Regions from separate parts of the Mus musculus genome. Here region 2 is linked to region 1. The links are chromatin contacts, called in public Hi-C maps. All regions are on one chromosome and are shown on one strand. Each heading gives the region's core, a stretch centred on a gene start, on an enhancer-like site or on the middle of the called end of the contact. The rest is flanking DNA. Distances are from core to core; before and after follow the strand shown. Region 1 has its middle 93 kb from the start of Slc25a24. Region 2 overlaps Vav3 (vav 3 oncogene).

Region 1 (3,738 bases), core at 869-3,368:
GAGCAGAGTGGTCACATGGCAGCTTTTGTACACTCATGTTGGTGTTCTTAGAGAATGATTTTTTCTCATTTGTATATTACATGGTGTGTATGCATGTTTGCATGTGTGTCAGTGCACATGTGTGTATGTGGTGGGAAATATTAAAAAACGATCTAGCACGTTCCCACCCTGTGCCTCTGCCCTGGCCAGTCATGTACTGGTGGACAGTGGCTGGTCTCAGTGGTGGAGACTGACTCAGAATGCCACAATCTCTCCACCCAGCTCTCTAGGTTCCCACTGGTGGTTGCTACCATGCCAACCCCGTGCTTCACATCCCCTACAGCCTTTGTGGTGCACATCTGGCAAACCCACGTATTGCCACCGTACCTTTCTTGAACCCAGACGAGCCTCTGCATAAAAGAAAACCCAACACAAACTCATTTCAGAAACAATGATAACTCAATCTCTGGGCGCAACAACTAAAACCTAATCTTATAAGCCTTATTAAAATCTGATTCCCCCAGTGGTGAATCCTTGCAGATTCGCCATGATACCAGGAAACTCTAGCAGCTACATCTTACTGCTGTCCCCATTCCAAAAATGAACCTAACTTTCTCCTCTTCCTCTTGTTTCCAGTCCAACCCAGATGTCCTGCCTACTCACCCAGTGATTGGCTTCTTTATTCATTAAGTGATTGGTTCACAAGAACAGCACCAGGCCCATCTACAACATGTGTGTTTGCATGGAGTGCATGTGCAGCCATGAAGTTGATCCTGGATGGTCTTCCTTGATCTCTCTCTACTTTGTTCAATGAGGCAGGGCATGTTGCTGAATGCAAGGCTCACCAATTTTTGCAGTCTAGCTAGCCAGCTTGCCCTGGAGACACCTTGCTTTAGGCTCTTCAGTCCTGGGATTACAGAAGACTACTCTGACTTCCCAGCTTTTCTGTAGGTTCTGCAGATCAGAACTCTGGTTCTCGCTTGCAGGGTAAGCATGTTGTTCCCTGAATCACTTTCCTAGCCTATCAGGAGTTCTTAAAGTCACAGGTTGGACCCCGAGTCAGATAACTATGCAGAAGACAACTGGTTATATCTTGAATGTATTTGATTTGAGAGGACTATGACATATTAAATTCACCTGATACCTCAGGATAAAGATCTGGGATGAAGACGTAGTTTTGGAAATTATCTGCTTAAAAACAATACTTGAAGCAATAAGCGGGATTACAACAGTTTAAATGCAACCAAGGGAACAGACTGGAGCCTTAGAGCCTGACACAATTTAAGTCTGGTGGCAGGGGAGGAGTCTGCAGGGGACACTGAAAAACAGTGGCTAGTGGCATGAGAGGCCAACTGTGGGGGTGTGGCTGAGAGAGGAAATGACTTCAAGAAAGTTACACTAGGAAGTATGACAATAGTCAAAGGTTAGAGATATCCCCAGGTAAGGTAAAGCCAGTGACACATTGGTGAGGAAGTAGAATGCTGTGGGTTGAGGAGTAGACAGGAGATGACAAAATGATGCTTGGGAATGAAAGTGTGTCTAAAGGTGCAGCTGTGAAAGAAAGAGATGGAAGGAAGTGAGTGGGGAGAGTACAAGCTGCAGAAGATGGGTGAAAAGGGATTGTGGGGAGGGGATCTAAAGAAAGACATCCTGAGTGGTAATAAAGGTTGAATGTGGACTTGCAAGTGGCTTGACTGGCTGAGGGAACCAGTTACCCGCTAAGCTAAGTGGAAGCCAGTAGGCAGAAACAGTCTGAGGAGGCATTTCATGTCTGTCAGGTAGCAATGAACATGAAGATAAATCCAGTGCTCATTGTGAAGGATGAAAAGGAGAGATCTGTCTTTTTCCGAAGTTGAACATCTTAAGGGAATCTGAGATCACTCATTCATTCAACATTGAATAGCAGATGCCTATGTTAACAACCCAGAGTATTGGTGGGCCACGACTAGAGGAGACATTTACTGACCCAGAATTCCCAGGTGCTTGCTTGTCTCTTTGCTGTAACCAAATTCCAGACAAGAAGTAGCTTAGGGGAAGAAAGATTTATTTTAGCTCACAATTTCATGGAGGGGGAGTCACAGTGGCTGCCAGTTGGTAGAAACTGTTTGTATAATTTTGGCATTTCCTGGAAGCACAGGCTGTCAGGAAGTGGGCTGGCTATAAATTTCACAATCTTCCAGTGACCTACTTCCTTTATTGAGGATCCATCTCTGAAGATTCCATTAGTTCTCTGAACAGCATCACCACCAGTGTTTAAACACAACAGCTTGTGGGGACTAGTTTACATTTAAACCATAGTGGCTTGAGAGAGAAAATGTGTTTAATGGATAGGCATACTGTATTTGCTCAGTGTTTTCAGTCTCGATGGCACGTGAGGATTTTTGTTGTTTGCTTTCTTAAAGTGCCATGCTAGTCCTAGCCAGTCTGACTCTATCTGAGCCTCTGTGGATAGCACATGAGCACTCATGGTTGTCAAAGTTCCTCAGGGACCCCTAATATGCAGTCAAGTGAATAAAGTACAAATGAGCATAGAGTTGTTGGCATGGGGGATTGCTTTGCTGATGCTGACAAGAGGGATGGATGCTATTTTGGTGGGTATTAATGGCACCTGCTCTTGGCATCAGGGACCTCATAAGGCAGAATAATGCTTAAGAAGGCTACAAGATCTAGAGCAGTGGGTCTTAATCTTCTCAATTCAATGACCATTTAATACAGCACCTCATGTTGTTCATGTTGTTCACCACAGTGACTCCCAAGCATAAAATTATTTCACTAATACTTTGTGTTTTAGTTAGAGTTTTATGACTGTGAACAGACACCATGACCAAGGCAAGTCTTATAAACAAACAAACAAACAAACAAACAAACAGAAAAACATTTAATTGGGGCTGGCTTACAGGTTCAGAGGTTCAGTCCATTATCATCAAGGTGGGAGCATGGCAGTCCAGGCAGGCATGGCGCAGGAGGAGCTGAGAGTTCTATGTCTTCATCCAAAGGCTGCTAGTGGAAGACTGACTTCCAGGCAACTAGAGTGAGGATCTTATACCCACACCTACAGTGACACACCCATTCCAACCATGTCACACCTATTCCAACAAGGCCATACCTTCAGATGGTGCCACTCCCTGGTCCAAGGATATACAAACCATCACACTTTGTAACTGTCTCAAATGAAATGTATTCACTGATAAGTGGATATTAACCCAGAAACTTAGTATAGCGAGATATAAGGTACAATATGTAAAACATATGAAACTGAAGAAGAACGAAGACCAAAGTGTGGACACTTTGCTCATTCTTAGAATTGGAAACAATCACCCATGGAAGGAGTTACAGAGACAAAGTTTGGAGCTGAGACAAAAGGATGGTCCATCTAGAGACTGCCATATCCAGGGATCCATCCCATAATTAGCCTCCAAGCGATGACACCATTGCATACACTAGCAAGCCTTTGTTGCAAGTACGGTGATATAGCTGTCCCTTGTGAGACTAGGCCGGGGCCTAGCAAACACAGAAGTGGATGCTCACAGTCAACTATTGGATGGATCACAGGGCCCCCAATGGAGGAGCTAGAGAAAGTATCCAAGGAGCTAAAGAGATCTGCAACCCTATTGGAGGAACAACAATATGAACTAACCAGTACCCTGGAGCTCTTGACTCCAGCTGCATATGTATCAAAAGATGGCCTAGTTGGCCATCACTGGAAAGAGAGGCCCATTGGTCAGGCAAACATTATATGCCCCAGTACAGGGGAATGCC
Region 2 (3,738 bases), core at 827-3,326, 220 kb after region 1:
TGAGAGAAGAGAAGGAAAAGAGTATTGCTCTTATTACTGCACTTCCAATTTACCTATTCAATAAATCCCCCAGGAAATTTCAATTAGATTCTGATTCTGATTCAGTAGTCCCCTGGAGTCCCCTGGAGTCCCCTGGAGCAAAGCTAGTTCTCCAAATTGACCTCAGTTTTTTTGTTTTGTTTTGTTTTTTGTTTTTTGTGTGTGTGTTTTTTTTTCCAATCCTAAACTATCTTCGGATGGGCAAGCAGCCACTTCTTGGCAAGGGCATATTGGCATTCTGCATGGACTGCTTTGCTTTGGTGGCTTGTTGGTTATGTAATTCTCTTCCAGAGTGCCCATGCTTCAACTTTTCTGTTTCACCTGGGGCTGCTTCACCTTCAGGGGTTGTGGCAGTCTTAGAACTTTAAGCTCCCAGAAGGCATAAAGACATCTCCTGTGCCCATACTTGGGAGAGAGAAAGGTATTCCAAAGAGGGAAGGAACAAATGTAGGATGTCTCTTTGATACTGTACCTCCTGTTAGCCCACCCACTGAGAATGTCCTTTGCAGAACTGGAAATGTGGTTTGAGGGTTTAAGTGTGACTTTTACTTTTAAGTTCTTCCATTGAATAAATAGCAAATCTTTTGGATAGATTTTTAAAAAATATTCTATTGAATTTCAAATATCCATGGTTTTGTGTGTCAACTTGACACAAGTTAAGAGTCATCAGAGAGAATGGAGTCTTAGTTAAGGAAATGCCTCCATGAAATCTAGCTGCAAGGCAGTTTTTTAAAAAAATTGATGATTAATGGGGACAGTCTCTGCTCATTGTGGGAGGTGCCTTCCCTGAGCAGGTGGTCCTGAGTTCCATAAGAAAGCAGGCTGAGGAAGCCAGGGGAAGCAAGGCAGGAAACAGCACCCCTCCATGGCCTCTGCATCAGCTCTTGCCTTCAGGTTCCTGCCCTGTTTGAGTTCCTGTCCTGACTTCCTTTGGTGAAGAACAGCAATGTGGAAATGTAAGCCAAATGGACCTTTTTTCCCAACTTGCATTTTGTTCATGGTGTTTTGTCTCAGCAATAGAAGCCCTAACTAAGATACTGTGTACTCAGAAATCTGTTTGTTGGTATATGTCTCGTGTAACAGCAGTATACTGAACTACATGTTTATAAATACATGCATACACATAACTTGTGATTCCTAACTTACGTGTACTCATCAAAAAACCAATAGCTGGACATTGTATTTCTTGTTCTTTGATGACTTGAGTTTCACTGTGGCTCTTGGTTGTTCTTGTGTAGTGTATGCTCTCTTGAAGAGGCCTTTAGGACAGAGCTGCTTTTTGGTTTCTTTTCAAGAAATGCATTGCATCACACAGGATATAAGTATTGAAACAAATGAATATGGTATAGCATGCTCAGTGCTACGCTAAGCAACAGAAAAGGTTCTCTGAGTAGGAACACAGGGGTAGGGGATCTGCTGCCCCATCTCCCATATGATGAAGGAATAGTCCTTGAGTGGTACCCTTTTACTGAGTCTATAAAGGGCAGGAAGGATGCTGGTACTGACCAAAAGGAATAACCTTATTTTATGTCCTTTGTAGTCATTTTCTTTCCCCACAACAGCCTTATTATGTTAGCATTATCCCCACTTTATGACTGAGGAGTATGATGGTCAGAAATATAAAACTCATAGCTAGGGGGCATTGGAACAAGAAGCTGAGACACTGTATATCTGATCTCAGAGATGTTAATCATGTACTGCCTTATTTCCAAGCAAAAGTGAAAGGCTACCTCTGATTAGAGGGAATGTCCTACAGAAAGGAACAGAAAAGGGATCCATCCCCTTAAAATGTTGTAGTATCACAGATTATCCTTGCCGATCAAGCATAAGATATAGCTAAATGAGCTAGGTCTTGAGGTCCAGCAGAAATTGAGCAAATGGGTAAGACTCAGGGCCTTTTGGGTGTGCACCGTGGGGTTTGATGAGCGCTTTTAGCAGGTGTGAGCTGTAATTCGTGATCTCCATGCTGGAGTCAAGCACTGTGTCAGTGAGAGGAGGCTGTGGGAAGCTGTGGTCACACCAGCAGCAGGAAGAACCGGTATGAAGATGAGGAACTGTGGTAGAAAAACAGTGCAGAGCTTTGAGAGCGAAGACACGAGTCATGCATGGCTAGAGAGCTTCTGGGTGATTAGGAATCGATTGTGATCAGAGAAATGGAGTCAGAAGAGGGAAGGGTCACTCCTAGATGACTGGAGAGGAGCAGGGCTTAGGGAAGGGGAAACAGTGGGGCAGGAACAGGTGCACCTGACAGCAGCTTAAAATTGATGGGGGACACCAAGGGCATTTGCATTCACTTACTGTAAATATATTCAGCAACCCAATAGATATTTTCCTTTAGCAGATTTTAAGTAAAAGTTCCCATTTTAAACTTTTCTGTAGACTGATGTTTTTATTTTTACTTTCTTATTTAGTATTCGGCAGGAGCTTGGGTCCCTGTAGTGTACTTAGAAATATTGGTCTTATTTCTTTTCAAGTGACTTGCTTTTTCTATGATCAGAGTGGGTGAAGGAATATTTGTCAGTATTTGCAAGGCTGTAGCAAGCCTTCACATTCTTACTGTGAGCCTCCCTCCTGCTGCACTGACCGTATTCCATCTCAGCTGTGCTGAGAGATCTTTGACCCCATCACACTGATTTACAGCTAAGCTGCAGCTTATCCAAGTTACACAGGACATTTGGTGAGTCTAATACGTTATTGCATATGATGGGTGACCAATTCACAAGGATAATTGGTGAACTCCAGGCAAATGGCTCTCAGTAGCTGGTCTCTTGCCAGCAGCAACCATGCAGAGCTCTAAGCTTTGAGTCCTTTGGCTGTGATGCCCACGTGCATGTTTTCTATATCCACTCATCTCTTAAAGACATATTTGCATCTACAGGAGTGTAGCGGTGATGGCGGGGATAGAAATGTACAGATGTCCTTGCCTGCTGGGGATCAATACAGGAGGCGTGTTCCAGGATGAAGCGTGTACCCGACAACTTCAGGCAACAGTGCTGGGCAGCCTCTGCAGATGTGTGGAGTCTTGATGAGGGGAGGCTGTTGAGTCACTTGTTTTCCACCCAAAGCACCTGCATCTTTGTAGGGATCCATTGTTGATTACAGAGCCTTGTCTAGCTCACCTCAGTGCTAGTTAGAATGCCCTTTCAGCATGAGCCACCCTGACAAATCAAGACAGTGTGTGAGGAGCAAAGAAAGGACTTGTCAGTTCATGGTGAAGTCAGAAACTGTTAGGATAGAATTGATGTATTACAGTCTAGAGTAGTGCCCATGGACGTGTGAGTGCCTGTGTGCATGCATGCATGTGTGCATCTATGTGAGTGTGTGTGTGTGTGTGTGTGTGTGTGTGTGTGTGTGTGTGTACACAGATGATTTTATCAGAACTGTGGTAGGTGATTCTGGATATAGGTTTTTCCTTGCTACCCTTGGCCTGTTTTTCTGTGAAGAGAGAATATGGATAATAATTGCTACTTAGGAGTTAGTAGGCACCTTATCAGCCATGTACCAAATCATTTCCAGTGCCCATTTGTAATCTGTCTGAGCCAAGATGGTCACTATAGAATGCATATATTAGGGGACAGGGAGGTAGAAAATGCTACCATTGTTAGTATAGTTCAGGCTTTTGATATTTTGATGTTTTGGTGTTGGGCATGGATTGGGTAGAGTAATAAAAAACGTGTATGGAAGGCCAGACTCAGGGCA

What was found. A called contact is a pair of places that touch in the nucleus more often than the background predicts.
Region 2: a contact with region 1 is called in a Hi-C map of bone marrow-derived macrophages, with 32 read pairs. The contact joins two enhancer-like sites. A contact is called at or near these places in 1 of 15 datasets of contacts at CTCF or cohesin (the NIH/3T3 cell line), 2 of 484 Hi-C or Micro-C datasets (bone marrow-derived macrophages and embryonic stem cells) and 1 of 9 other capture datasets (embryonic stem cells).

Annotation. Positions count from the first base shown.
Region 1 is chr3:109,214,418-109,218,155 of GRCm38.p6, forward strand. No RefSeq gene overlaps it. Among named protein-coding and RNA genes, the nearest start is that of Slc25a24, 93 kb to the left of the region's middle. Within about 2 kb of position 2,119, at least 9 of the 459 cell types and tissues checked have an H3K27ac peak or open chromatin away from gene starts, as enhancers often do. A contact at or near this core is called in bone marrow-derived macrophages, where this site is marked.
Region 2 is chr3:109,437,400-109,441,137 of GRCm38.p6, forward strand. All of the region lies in intron 2 of Vav3 (vav 3 oncogene), which reads left to right. Among named protein-coding and RNA genes, the nearest start is that of Vav3, 99 kb to the left of the region's middle. Within about 2 kb of position 2,077, at least 18 of the 459 cell types and tissues checked have an H3K27ac peak or open chromatin away from gene starts, as enhancers often do. A contact at or near this core is called in bone marrow-derived macrophages, where this site is marked.